Linked DNA regions of Pan troglodytes: all the other regions are linked to region 1. Evidence: chromatin contacts called from public HiChIP or PLAC-seq data. All regions are on one chromosome and are shown on one strand. The core of a region is the stretch at or near the end of the contact, and the rest is flanking DNA. Distances in the headings are between cores, read along the strand shown. Region 1 holds the start of FBXO2 (F-box protein 2). Region 2 overlaps UBIAD1 (UbiA prenyltransferase domain containing 1). Region 3 holds the start of UBIAD1 (UbiA prenyltransferase domain containing 1).

Region 1 (4,154 bases), core at 593-3,092:
GATGCCTGGACGAGGGAGAGCCAGTGAGGAGGAGATGGGGCCACTCTGGGTGATCAGGAAGACTACAGCTCTGACCTACGGATGGGGAGTTCCCGTGGGCTAGGCCCTGGAGAGCCAAGGCGGTGGTGGGAACAGGCCAGGCACTGGGGAAGGGGACAGGTGGCAGGACCCAGACCCAAGTCTCCAGGCCCACCAGCCCCTAACCTCCTCATATGCAGCCTCTCCTCCCTGCCCAACCCACAGTCAGGCCCTTGAGAGCTTTCACAGAGCCCAGAGCACACAGTGAGTCCTCAGTCAATCTTACTGAGTGAACCTCATTGAACACAGCACTTCTCCTTCCTTATTAGCATTTTTTTGGCCACATCTTTATGATGTGGGGATTTACACCGGCCCCTTTGGCAAAGAGGAAACTGAGGCCAAAAAAGGCTTAACAGCTTCTCCCAGACCACATCGCAGAACAGCAGGAAGACAGAGGAAAATGCCAGGCCCTGAAGTCACATCGCCTGCCCAGGCGGATGCCCACAGCTCTCTGGGGAGCTAGGCCCAGTGTCCTCACCTCTCCAGCCCTCCCTCCGGCCCTGGCCCCATCGGACACCTGATGCTCCCCGAAAGGTGCACCTCACCCAGTCCCCTCTTCTGGCCCCGGGGCCTGGCACTCGAGGCCCCAGATCCAATTACAGCTCCCCCCACCCTCTCTCTTACACACACAACTCCCCACATTGTTGCCGGCGGAAAGTTATCTGGCCCCTGGAAGCTGCCTGCCTGCGAGGCTGATTCACTCACCTGGAGTGGGCCCCAGAGTCCAGGGAATAGCTCAGCCCTGGGAAAAAGCAGGAGCCAGTTCTGGAGCCCTACAGAGGGTGTGGCCAGAAGGCCGTGGATTGGGAGCAAGGGCTGCAGGAGCTGGAATTTTCAGGGCTGGAGGCGGGGGAATGGGGGGTGAGGGGGGGCCTGAGCTTTCATCAGTCTGTTTGCCACCGCCTAACCCAAGCAATGCCCATCCCCAGCTGGACCTGATGAGGAAAGAGTGAGGGCTGTCTGCAGGCAGGTCTTGTTTCCATCCTGACTCAGCAGGCAACCCCTGCAGGCCCCGCAGGGAGTTGGAGGGATGGGGGTGAGGGGTCTTGGGTGCCAGAGAGGATGATTGGGCAGCCTGGGAAGGCCCTGAGCACCAGCCAAAGCTGCCCCCAACGCTCCCTCACTGCTAGTCGGGTCCCCACTGGGCATCTCACTACCCCGGGGAGGGGCAGCCCCTCCAGACAAGGGAGCTCAGGAGGAAGGCAGGAATAGGTGAGGCCAGGCCTGGGACCCCAAGGAACCCACGGGGATTCAGACGGTCCAAGGCCCAGAGCTGGAAGAGCTGATGAAAGAAAAGGCTCGCAGCCTCCCTCCCAGACGCATCCCAGGCCCCCGCCAGACAGACCCTCAGGAAGCTGGGAGGCGGGAATGTGGGGGTCCTCTGGTGCTACTTCCTGGCTAAATGGGACCCAGGAGTTCTCTCTCCTTGCCAGTCGCCTCTCAAGGCCTCCCGCCAGACCAAGATAGCAGAGAGACGTGCTCTTTGGAGACCGCCTCTAGGACTTCGCTGGCGTGAAAGTTTGCCGCGCCAGGTCTCCGGGTCCCCTCGCTCTCTGACGCCCCTCTGTGCAGCGCTCGCCCGCCGACCCCATCTCCCCTCCCCGCCGCAGCGAGCGGTCCAGGCGGCGGCTACCTGGGTCACCGTCTCCGTCCATCGCTGCGGAGGGCGGTCGCGAGAGAAGGAGGAGTCGGAGCGCTGCGGGCTGCGCGAGTCCCGGGGCGGCGAGTCCCGGCGCTGTCCGCGTCTGTGTCGGTCCCGGCGACCGCGCCTCTTAAAGGCCCCCGACCCGACCCGCCCCGCCCCGCCTCTGGCCCCGCGCCCGGCCGCCCCGCAGTCCCAGCAGTCTGCTCGAGGCCCGGGGCTGCGGGTTCCTCAGCGGACCGAGGAGGCTGGGAAAGGTCAGGAGTCGTTTTTTTTCCAGCTGGGGAGGGGTCCGATTTGGGGCATCTCGCAGCTCGCTCCTGGGGGACTGCTGGGAGGAGGCGGCTAGGGGAGGCACGGAGAGGCTGGGTCAGGCCGAGGGTGCGGGGCGGGTGGCCCAGGCGGAGTCGGGGTATAGGAGGTGCCTTCCGCCCCACCCCCCACACCAGGTAATTTTCCTACGACGCGGTGGGGGTGCGTCCCTGGCCCAGCGCTGCGCGGGGCGGGGCGCGGGGCGCGGGGGCGGGGCCTGGCGGGCCGGGGCGGGGCCTCGCTTCCCAGGCAAGCGCAGGTCCAGGCGGTGCAGCTTGGGCGGCCCAGCGGATCGTGCCGCGGCGGCAGAGCGCAGGTGACCGGCAGGAGGGGGCGCGGGGGGCGCTGGGGAGGGGGCGCGGCTGGGCGGGGGCTGCCGGGAAGGCTCCTGGGTTCCGGGTCGCGCCGCAGTTGCCGAGGGAGGCCTGGCACCGACTAGGCCCAGGCCGCCGAGCTTGCCCGGGCTGCGCTGCGCGGCTGCGAACGGGGGCTGGGGTCGCCATCGATGTACAGGGGTCCGAGCCCAGACTTTGGGGGGCATTTTAAGGCACAGCGTGGGAAGGGGAGGCTGCAGGCGCGCTGGCGGACTTGGGGCTGGCGGAGCCCAGCCGCGGGGCTGGGGGTGGGGGTGGGGAGATAGGAAGGGCCCTTCCCTGTCGCCCACCCTCTTGCCACTCCCACCTAGGCAGGAGATCATGTCCTCTGAGATCTTGAGAAGGTGGCTGGAGCCCTTTGGACCTCCGCGGGAGGCAGTGATAATTAGCCTCCTCCTCCCATCATGTTCTGAGGATGGGAGAGAGGATGGTGACGGCACCGGAGGCCTGGGGTGCTCTGCCCGGCTGCGCATTATATCCCCATTAAAGACTGGCCTACTGAAAAAGGCTGGCCCTGGAATCAAAGAAGATCCGGGCTCCTTCCCCCTCTGCCCTTATTTTTGACCTTGGGCAGTGCCTTCCACCTCTATTGTGAGAGGCCAGAGAAAAAAAATCAGAGCTCACCTTTTATTAAAGTACCTGATGTGTCCCAAGCTCCTTGGACCGCCCCAGTGACCCCTGGAGGTAAGGCATCCATTTACAGAGAAGGAAACAGGCTGGGAGAGGCACCATGCTCTCCCGAGATAAATGGCAGAGCAGGGATGAGGCCTGCAGCATAGCTTTTCAACAGCTACAGGAGGGTGTCCAGAAGCCACAAGCCATGGCTGTGGGGAACATCAACGAGCTGCCCGAGAACATCCTGCTGGAGCTGTTCACGCACGTGCCCGCCCGCCAGCTGCTGCTGAACTGCCGCCTGGTCTGCAGCCTCTGGCGGGACCTCATCGACCTCGTGACCCTCTGGAAACGCAAGTGCCTGCGAGAGGGCTTCATCACCGAGGACTGGGACCAGCCCGTGGCCGACTGGAAGATCTTCTACTTCTTACGGAGCCTGCACAGGAACCTCCTGCACAACCCGTGCGCTGAAGGTGGGGTACAGGCCGGGTCTGGCATGCCTCCAGTACACAGTCATGACACCAGGAACATGTATTGAGCACTTAGTGTGAGCCGGGTACTTTGGATGGTTTAACACCTTTACTTCTCTCACAGTAACCCAAAGAGGTAGCTACTGTTAGTGCACACATTTTTCAGATGGGCAAACTGAGGCCAAGAGTGGTGTTTCTTATTCTTACTATACTTTCTTTTTTTTTTTTTTTTTTTTTTTGAGACGGAGTTTCACTCTGTCACCCAGGCTGGAGTACAGTGACACAATCTTGGCTCACTGTAACCTCCACCTCCCAAGTTCAGCCTCCCAAGTAGCTGGGATTACAGGCATGTGCCACCACACCTGGCTAATTTTTTTTTTTTTTTTAGGTGGAGTCTCGCTCTGTTGCCCAAGCTGGAGTGCAATGGTGCGATCTTGGCTCACTGCAACCTCCACCTCCTGGGTTCAAGCGATTCTCCTGCCTCAGCCTCCCGAGTAGCTGGGATTACCGGTGCCCGCCACCACGCCCAGCTAATTTTTTGTATTTTTAATAGAGACACAGTTTCACCATGTTGGCCAGGCTGGTCTCAAACTCCTGGCCTCAAGTGATCCACCCACCTTGGCCTCCCAAAGTGCTAGGATTACACGCATGAGCCACCACACCCGG
Region 2 (4,436 bases), core at 503-3,002, 310 kb before region 1:
TTCTCCTCTTCCTCCTCCTCGTCCTCCCTTCCACGGTCACCAGGGAGAGGCTGGTGTCCCCATAGCGAGGGCTGGATTTAAGTCGAGACAAATTATCCTTCTCCCTTACGCAGTGCACATGCCCAGAGCCCCTTTCTAGCCTCAGGGCTCCTGGTGCCCTGTGGGGCAGGGGAATGTCTCCCGGCAGTGTGGTTTGGGGTTGGGAGTTGGAGGGACTGTGGTTCCTGGATGACTGTGGAGAGATGTGAATTTGGGAGTCTGGTTGTGAGGCCATCTGAGGCTGCCCAGTGTGTGGCTGTCGTGCTTTGTGTCCCTGTGTGTATGTCCTTGTGTGTATGTGTGTCCCCTTGTGTGTCCCCGTGTATGTGTGTGTCCCCGTATGTCTGTGTGTGTATGTGTGTGTGTCCCCGTGTGGGTATGCGTGTGTGTATGTGTGTGTCTCTGTGTGTGTGTGTATGCACACAAAAGCAGCTGAGCATTCCTCAGGCCTGGCCTGGAATTTCAGATCCACTCTGGATGAAAGGAGCTGCTGGCTGCCTCTTCTGTTCCCCTAACTATGGGCACTGCCTTTTCCTTATGCCAAGCTGCCCGCAGCTGAGAGCAATGCAGGGTCTCCCTCTCTGCACAGCAAATTCTGGCTGGGGACTCCACTCTCCTGCTCCACAGGCCACCTGGACGCACTGCCCAGGGCCAAGGGAGGGACACCTGCAGCGGATGGACATCAAAAACTAAGGTCAATGGCCGGGTGCAGTGGCTCATGCCTGTAATCCCAGCACTTAGGGAGGCTGAGGCAGGAGGATCACCTGAGGTCAGGAGTTCAAGACCAGCCTGGCCAACACGGTGAAACCCGTCTCTACTAAAAATGCAAAAATTAGCCAGGTGTGGTGGTGGACACCTGTAATCCCAGCTACTCAGGAGGCTGAGGCAGGAGAATCACTTGAACCTGAGAGGTGGAGGTTGCAGTGAGCCGAGACTGAGCCACTACACTCCAGCCTGGGTGAGAGGGAGAGACTCTGTCTCAAAAATAAAAAAAAAAGAAACTAAGGTCAATTGCCAATGAACAATGAGACAGCGTGGGGGTGAGACAGGAGGACACACCAGGAGGGGCGCAGGAAATGCCAGAGGCAGGAGACAGATGGGACCAAGGGCCAGAGAGCCTGCTCCAGTGGCTCCTCGGAGTGAGATGGGTCAGAGAGGGAGGCAGGAGACCAGAAAATACCAAGAAAGAAAAATCTAAGGCAAGGGAGACCAAGAAACAAAGAAGAAGGAGTCAGACGTGCAGCTGCAGGGACAAAGACACATAAACTGGGGGTGAGAGAGACAGAGCGAGAGTCGCCTCCAGCTGGGGCTGGGTGGGGAACTTGGTTCCCACCAGGGTTGTGGACTTGGGAGCTTGCTTGCGGGGAGGAGGGCTAATTGGCGATTTCATCCAGGTCCTCCAGAACGTCTGCAGAAAAACAAACCCGCTAAACATCTCTCACCGTCTGTCATCTTCATTTTGCTTTTGTCTTCAGAATAAAGAGAATCTGAAACTCCCTAGGAGAAGCGGCGCCAGCAGCTCTCAGGCTGTCTCCCGTTCTGCTCCTTCTTCATGCTTTTCCGGTTGGAGTCTTTGTTCCGCAGCTTCTTGCCCTGGTTTAGGCTGGCGGCTGTTCTGACCCGGCGTGCTGGGGTCTCCACCCCCATCTCTGTCACACTGTGGTCTGGAGTGTCTGGGTCTCTTGCTCCCCTCCCCCTCCCCCCAGGCTCAGCCTGAGCCACCCCACCCGCCTTGGCCCACGGGACCGCTGCTGATCCTTGCTACTCCCAGCTGTCTCCGTGGCTCAGCCTGCAGATTGACAGGGCCCATAAATCACCGTGGCAAGGCAGGGCCCTGGCAAAAGAACACGGGGCCGGGTGCTGACAGGGCTGGCCTTGGGAGCTGGGGCTCTTGGGTTTCTGGTGAATCGCTGGGGCGTGGAGCCTGTGGCTTCTCTCCCAGCTAAATGGAGCATTTTGGTTGCAGTGCCTGTGTCTCCTGCCGATTTTCTCCAGCTCCCTGGAAGGTGGGACAAGAAGAAATAGGTTGAATGTGAAGCAAGTGGGATTCGGGTTAGACTGAAAAGAAGAATTTGCAGTGATGAGGCTTAACTTTGGAAAGAGGAAACACTGGGATGGGAAATGGTGAAACCCCTTGGCAAGGAGTTGGTAAAATCTGGATGGATTCTGTCTGATGATTTATAGTGCTGCCTGGAGACAGGGGAATGAAACATATGATCCACTCGACACAGAAGCCTTTGCTTTGTTTGAGGGGAGCCCGGGGGCCAGGAGAGCAAAGAAGTTACCAGTGGGGGCTTGGGGAACATGCAGCTCCCCTCCTGACCTGCTGTGTGATCCTGAGCAAGTGACTCAACCTGGCTGGTCTCTATCTGTAAAATGGGGATAATCCCACTTTGTAGAGTTACCATGAAGCTTAAAGGGCAGTGTATGCAAAGGGCTCTGCACAGTGCTTGGCACAGAGAACTTTTAATAAAGCACAGTTATAGGCCAGGCATGGTGGCTCATGCCTGTAATCCCAGCACTTTGGGAGGCAGAGTTGGGTGGATCATCTGAGGTCAGGAGTTCAAGACCAGCCTGGCCAACATGGAGAAACCCCGTCTCTACTAAAAATACATTAGCTGGGTATGTTGGCACATGCCTGTAATCCTAGCTACTCGGGAGGCTGAGGCAGGAGAATCTCTTGAATCCGGGAGGTGGAGGTTGCAGTGAGCCATCATCACATCATTGCTCTCCAGCCTAGGCGAGAGTAAGACTCTGTCTCAAAAAAAAAAAAAAAAAAAAAAAAAAAAGAAAAAGCAGTTATTATTATTGGGCAAGATACTCAGCCTTTCTAAGCCTCAGTATCTTAATTCATAAAATCCTAACCCTCACTTAATCATTCAACACACACCTGGAGAGCACCAATCATGTGCCAGACCCCATCCCAGGCTCTGGGGATGTAGCAGTTCACATAACAGACAAAATTCCTATCCTTACAGAACTAACATTCTAATTAGAGGGAAGGGAGAGAGACAAACAAGAAACAAATAGATGTGCTATGAGAAAATAAAGCCGAATAAGGGGCATAAAGAGTGATAGCTGGTGCAGTGGCTCACGCCAGTGCTTTGGGAGTCCAAGGCAGGAGGATCGCTTGAGGCCATGAGTTTAAGACCAGCCTGGGTAACATAGTGAGATCCTGTCTCTACAAAAAATTAAAAACTTAGCTGGGCATGGTGGTGTGTGGCTGTAGTCCCAGCTACTTGGGAGGCTGAGACAGGGGGATTGCGTGAGCCCAGCAACTCAAGGTTGCAGTGAGCCGTGATTGCACCATTGCACCCCAGCCTGGGCAACTTAGAGTGAGACTCCATCTCTTTTTTAAAAAAAGTGAGAGATAGAAGAGGCTATTTAATATAAGGTGTCCAGACAGGCTGCTCTGATAATATTTCAGCAGAAACTTTCAGGAAGTGAAGGAGTGAGCTGATAGGGGATATAAGGGTGGAGCATGCAGGCAGTGGGAACAGTGATTGCAAAGGCCCTGAGGCAGGTGAGTGTGGTTGGATTGGAGCCCAGGTGGGGAGAGTGGGAGGAGAAGCCATTGAAGAGGAAACACATAGTTCGTTGTAAAGGCTTATCTATTGGCCCACGCGGCACTCTTGCAGAATTTTGCTAGTGGAGTTCACCTGCCCTGGGAGGCCCTTTGTTTCCAGCATCCTGGGTGAACTGGATCTCCTGCCACTCCTACCTGTTCAGGACCTAGAGAACAGCAAGCCCGAGGCTCCATCTCCTGTTTACCGCTGGCTGTTCTGCTCTGCTTCTGATCCATGGCATGCAGCCATGACTTTATAGCTTACAAAATCCTTTATTGCCATAAGTGGAAAGGAGTTTCATGCATGCAAACTTGTCCCAACCTGGCAGCTTCATCTTCATTTTGTAAATGTTGCAATGAAACTCCAGGAGGTTCTGTGCTTGCTGGAGGCGTATGGGCCATATGGTGTGGAGGAAGGGCTGTAGTTGACCACTGCTTTATAAGCAGCTTTGTAAATGTATATATTTCAAGATGACACACACATACACACACACCGCAGTCCCAGAGTGACACAATCATAGGGCCATTGCCAGAGCAATCATGAGTACCGAAAAAGTGAACACATGGCCTCTGCACACCAGGTCCCAGGCCGCAGCTGTGGCAGACATCCCTAATCAATCACAGGACTCCTTCGTGCTGAGCTCAGATGCAACCTCAGAATCCTGGAAAGCCCATATGGGGTTGATTTATAAAAGGAAGCATTGGCCATTTTTGCTGCAGGGGCAAGCTGTCCTGGGGGGCCTTTCCTGGGGGATAGGGAACAGCATTGGCCTAATCTCGGGTCTTGGAACCCTGTTCTTGAACCCTTGGCAGCATTCTCTGCCGGATTTAT
Region 3 (4,362 bases), core at 473-2,972, 380 kb before region 1:
ACTGCACCCCAGCCTGGGCAACAGAGCAAGACTCCGTCTCAAAAAAACCTCCTGAGTAGCTGGGACTACAGGCACACATTATCATCCCCAGCTCCACCTCTTTAGTTTGCACTGGGTACCACAAATTATGTAGTCAGTCCTGTGTGCATGTATGTTGCATGTGTATTATAATTTCACTGATGTAAATGATGTGTAGCATACAGTTTACAAATACTAAAATATACAGTACAGGACTCTATTGTAAACTCCATATAGCCAGTTCTCACAGTATGCTTTCTTTGATGTTGTGTAGCTTCCCTATGGCCCCAACTGATCAATGAGCATAGTTCAGACATGAATGTTGGTTGATATTTTATGTTAGGAGTAAGAGGAAAGTGAAACAATCAAAAGAGATATGTCAGAACTTCACTAGTTTGTCAAGGCTACGAGCGACTTATTTGTTCAACTGGATAATAATTTGCCAATGCTGAATGAATATTTCCTCAAAGTTTTGGTGCATTCACTTACACACTTTTTTTCTCTCTTTTTTTCTTTTTTGAGACGGAGTCTCGCTCTACTGCCCAGGCTGGAGTGCAGTGGCGTGATCTTGGCTCACTGCAGCCTCTGCCTCCAGGGTTCAAGCAATTCTCCTGCCTCAGCCTCCCGAGTAGCTGTCATTATAGGAATGCACCACCACCCCCGGCTAATTTTTTTTTTTTTTTGAGATGGAGTCTCACTCTGTTGCCCAGGCTGGAGCCCAGTGGCATGATCTTGGCTCACTGCAACCTCCATCTCCCGGGTTCAAGCAATTCTCCTGCCCCAGCCTCCCGAGTAGCTGGGATTACAGGTGCCTGCCACCACGCGCGGCTAATTTTTGTATTTTTAGTAGAGACAGGGTTTCGCTATGTTGGCCAGGCTGATGTCGAACTCCTGACATCAAGTGATCTGCCCGCCTCGCCTCCCAAAGTGCTGGGATTACAGGCGTGAGCCACCGCACCCTCCAACACTTTTAAGTTTAACCAGTAATATGAACATTTTCTCCGCCACTTTCTTAAGTCTAGACGACTTAGCAGTTATTAAGCATTTGCTGATTTGCGTGGTGTAAATTCTCCCACCATGGGCAGATTTCAAGCTGCTGAAGGATGTCACTGAATGAAAAGCTGATAAGAGGTGAGCAGTAGCACATCATAGAGTATTTCCACGGTGCAGATATGATAGACGTCAGAATGTATGCACACAGCAGGCGCTCAATAAATGCTTGTAGCATGAATAAATTAATGAATCCTACTTCGTGAATGAAAGTGCGCCCGGTAAGTCCTAAAGCAACACGCCTTCGAGTTCTTATGATGCTAAGAGAGGCTGATTGCAGTTAGTCTGGAAGTAGCTGCGGGGCGCAGTGCAGGCAGGAAAAGGGCTGGATGCCGGGTCACCGCCCGGCCCCAGCTCCTGGCCCGTCCCCGCTCCCGGTCCATTCCCGCCCCGGCCCCGCCCCCTCCCGCCCCACCACCGGTCTGGCCCCGCCCCTCAGCCCCGCCCCACCCCTCACCGCCCTTCTCCCCGCCTCTGACCCCTCCCTTCCCCGCCTCTGACCCCGCCCCTCCTCTGACTCGGCCCTGCCCGCCCCGCCTCTGACCAGGCCCCCGCCCCCAAGCCCTCACCGCCCTTCTCCCCGTCTCTGGCTTGGCCCCGCCCCCTCCCGCCCTCCAGCCCACCCTCCGGTCCGGCCCGCGCCGCCGGCACCTGTTTCCGGGCGGGCCTCCAGAGGCCGGCGCACAAGATGGCGGCCCTGGCGGCCTAAAGAAGGCGACCGCGGCTCAGCCGTGGGCTCTAACGCGGGGCTGGGGGCCGGAGACAGACTTCGCCCAGGTGACGGGTAGTAGGGGCGGCGCCGCTGGGCTTCGTGGGGTGTAAGACCCACTTGCTGTTGCCCCCGGACCTTGCCGCCACACCAGCCCTGTCCTGGGGCGGAACCGAAGGAAGGTCGGGCCCGGCTGCCCCGCCCCGTCCTTCCTCTTTCCCGGGCGGTCACTTTGCGTGGCTCACTTTTAGAGTTTACTTCAACCACGTGGAGCTTCCATGGCGGCCTCTCAGGTCCTGGGGCAGAAGATTAACATCCTGTCGGGAGAGACTGTCAAAGCTGGGGACAGGGACCCTCTGGGGAACGACTGTCCCGAGCAAGATAGGCTCCCCCAGCGCTCCTGGAGGCAGAAGTGTGCCTCCTACGTGTTGGCCCTGAGGCCCTGGAGCTTCAGTGCCTCACTCACACCGGTGGCCCTGGGCAGTGCCCTTGCCTACAGATCCCACGGTGTCCTGGATCCCAGGCTCTTGGTGGGTTGTGCCGTGGCTGTCCTGGCTGTGCACGGGGCCGGTAATTTGGTCAACACTTACTATGACTTTTCCAAGGGCATTGACCACAAAAAGAGTGATGACAGGACACTTGTGGACCGAATCTTGGAGCCGCAGGATGTCGTCCGGTTCGGAGTCTTCCTCTACACGTTGGGCTGCGTCTGTGCCGCTTGCCTCTACTACCTGTCCCCTCTGAAACTGGAGCACTTGGCTCTTATCTACTTTGGAGGCCTGTCTGGCTCCTTTCTCTACACAGGAGGTAAGATTTGGCCTGTCCTGTGTGCTGCAGGTCTTAGTCGCGTCCACTGGAAACCGCTGCTTTGTAAAGGAGTTACAGGGATGTCAAAGGTGGCTTTCTAATTTAAGCCGCTTTAATTGAAGTCTATAATTGTGGGTGATGTGAATTTTTTGGAACAGTGATTTGAGAAGATCCTGGTTTGACTTATGGACGTAGGGCATGACTGAAAATTTTATATGGACATTTATTTTTATTTATTTATTTTTTATTTATTTTTGAGACGGAGTCTCGCTCTGTCGCCCAGGCTGGAGTGCAGTCGTGCGATCTCGGCCCACTGCAGCCTCTGCCTCCCGTGTTCAAGCGATTCTCCTGCCTCAGCCTCCCGAGTAGCTGGGACTACAGGTGCACGCCACCACGCCTGGCTGATTTTTGTATTTTTATTAGAGACGGGGTGTCACCATGTTGGCCAGGATGGTCTCGATTTCCTGACCTCGTGATCCACCCGCCTCAGCCTCCCAAAGTGCTAAGATTACAGGCGTGAGCCACCGCGCCCCGTCAGGACATTTTTTAATTTTTTTAATTTTTTTTGAGACAGAGTCTCGCTCTGTTGCCCAGGCAAGGGTGCAGTGGCACCATCTCCGCTCACTGCAACCTCTGTCTCCCGGCTTCAAGCGATTCTTCTGCCTCAGCTCCCCGAGTAGCTGGGACTACAGGCATGTGCCACCACGCCTGGCTAATTTTTGTATTTTTAGTAGAGACAAGGTTTCACCATGTTGGCCAGGCTGGTCTCGAACTCCTGACCTCATGACCTGCCTGCCTTGCCCTCCCAAAGTGCTGGGATTACAGGCGTGAGCCACCATGCCCGGCCTATATGGACATTTTTTCTGTCTCTTTTTTTTTTTTTTAATCACTCATACTTTATAATGCCACAGTTTCAAATATTAGAATTAAATCTGAAGAGTTCAAAATGATATACATAATTACTTCTGTCTAGTTTGCTAGGTGACTTCTTGCAAGAGGCTGATTAAGGTAGTGATGGGCAGGTGGGTAAGCCCTATTTATTGAGCACCTATTATGTGCCAGGCACTGTTCTGTGTGAACACAGCAGTCACAGATCCCTGCCCTTGTGAAACTTATGTATTATCATGAAAAGAGACAGAAAGTAAAAATAGAAAATTATAGTTAGGGTGACCAATATCCTGGTTTGCTCAGGACTAAGGTGACAGGACTAAGTCGGATGTGCGACTTCTGGAGCTAAAACCAGAAAAGTTCCTGGTAAGTCAGGTTGAATTGATCACCCTGATTATAGTATATGAAAGATGATAAGTGCTATGGGAAAAAAAAGTAGAGCAAAGAATGGGACACAGATTACTATTTTAAGTAGTTTGATCAGGGTAGGCTTCATCAAAAAGGTAACATTTGGCTGAGTGCAGTGGCTCATGTCTGTAATCCCAGCCCTTTGGGAGGCTGAAGCGAGAGGATCGCTTGAGGCCAGGAGTTAAACACCAGCCTGGGCAACATAGACCCCTGTCTGTATAAAATATTAAATAAAAAATATTAGCTGGGCATGGTGGTGCTTGCCTGTGGTCCCAGCTACTTTGGAGGCTGAGGTGGGAGAATTGCTTGAGCCCAGGGGTCAAGGCTGCAGTGAGTCCTGATCACACCACTGCACTCCAGCCTGGGCGACAGAGTGAGACCATGCCTCAGAAAGGTAGTATTTGAGTTGAGTTACATTGAAGGAGGTAAGAGGTGAGGGAGTTGGCCAAGCAGATATCTGAGAGAGGAGCATTTCAGGAAAA

The links. HiChIP or PLAC-seq counts read pairs in DNA pulled down with a chosen protein or histone mark.
Region 2: a contact with region 1 is called in an H3K4me3 HiChIP or PLAC-seq map of stem cell-derived excitatory neurons, with 11 times the contacts expected there. The contact joins the enhancer-like site here to the promoter of FBXO2 in region 1. A contact is called at or near these places in 5 of 7 Hi-C or Micro-C datasets (blood, induced pluripotent stem cells, a lymphoblastoid cell line and 1 more) and 1 of 1 datasets of contacts at active chromatin or transcription factors (stem cell-derived excitatory neurons).
Region 3: an H3K4me3 HiChIP or PLAC-seq map of stem cell-derived excitatory neurons shows a contact between it and region 1, with 12 times the contacts expected there. The contact joins the promoter of UBIAD1 here to the promoter of FBXO2 in region 1. A contact is called at or near these places in 1 of 7 Hi-C or Micro-C datasets (stem cell-derived neural progenitor cells) and 1 of 1 datasets of contacts at active chromatin or transcription factors (stem cell-derived excitatory neurons).

What each region holds. Positions count from the first base shown.
Region 1 is chr1:220,338,302-220,342,455 of NHGRI_mPanTro3-v2.0_pri, reverse strand. It overlaps FBXO2 (F-box protein 2), which reads right to left and starts at 1,842. Exons shown (of 6, transcript XM_514389.7): 1 at 1,712-1,842. The coding sequence starts at 1,733. FBXO44 (F-box protein 44) reads left to right here and starts at 2,236. Exons shown (of 9, transcript XR_010148253.1): 1 at 2,236-2,348; 2 at 3,197-3,491.
Region 2 is chr1:220,651,982-220,656,417 of NHGRI_mPanTro3-v2.0_pri, reverse strand. All of the region lies in intron 1 of UBIAD1 (UbiA prenyltransferase domain containing 1), which reads left to right. Among named protein-coding and RNA genes, the nearest start is that of UBIAD1, 67 kb to the left of the region's middle. Within about 2 kb of position 1,752, at least 6 of the 24 cell types and tissues checked have an H3K27ac peak or open chromatin away from gene starts, as enhancers often do. A contact at or near this core is called in stem cell-derived excitatory neurons and stem cell-derived neural progenitor cells, where this site is marked.
Region 3 is chr1:220,718,975-220,723,336 of NHGRI_mPanTro3-v2.0_pri, reverse strand. UBIAD1 (UbiA prenyltransferase domain containing 1) reads left to right here and starts at 1,722. Exons shown (of 2, transcript XM_024356316.3): 1 at 1,722-2,584. The coding sequence starts at 2,056.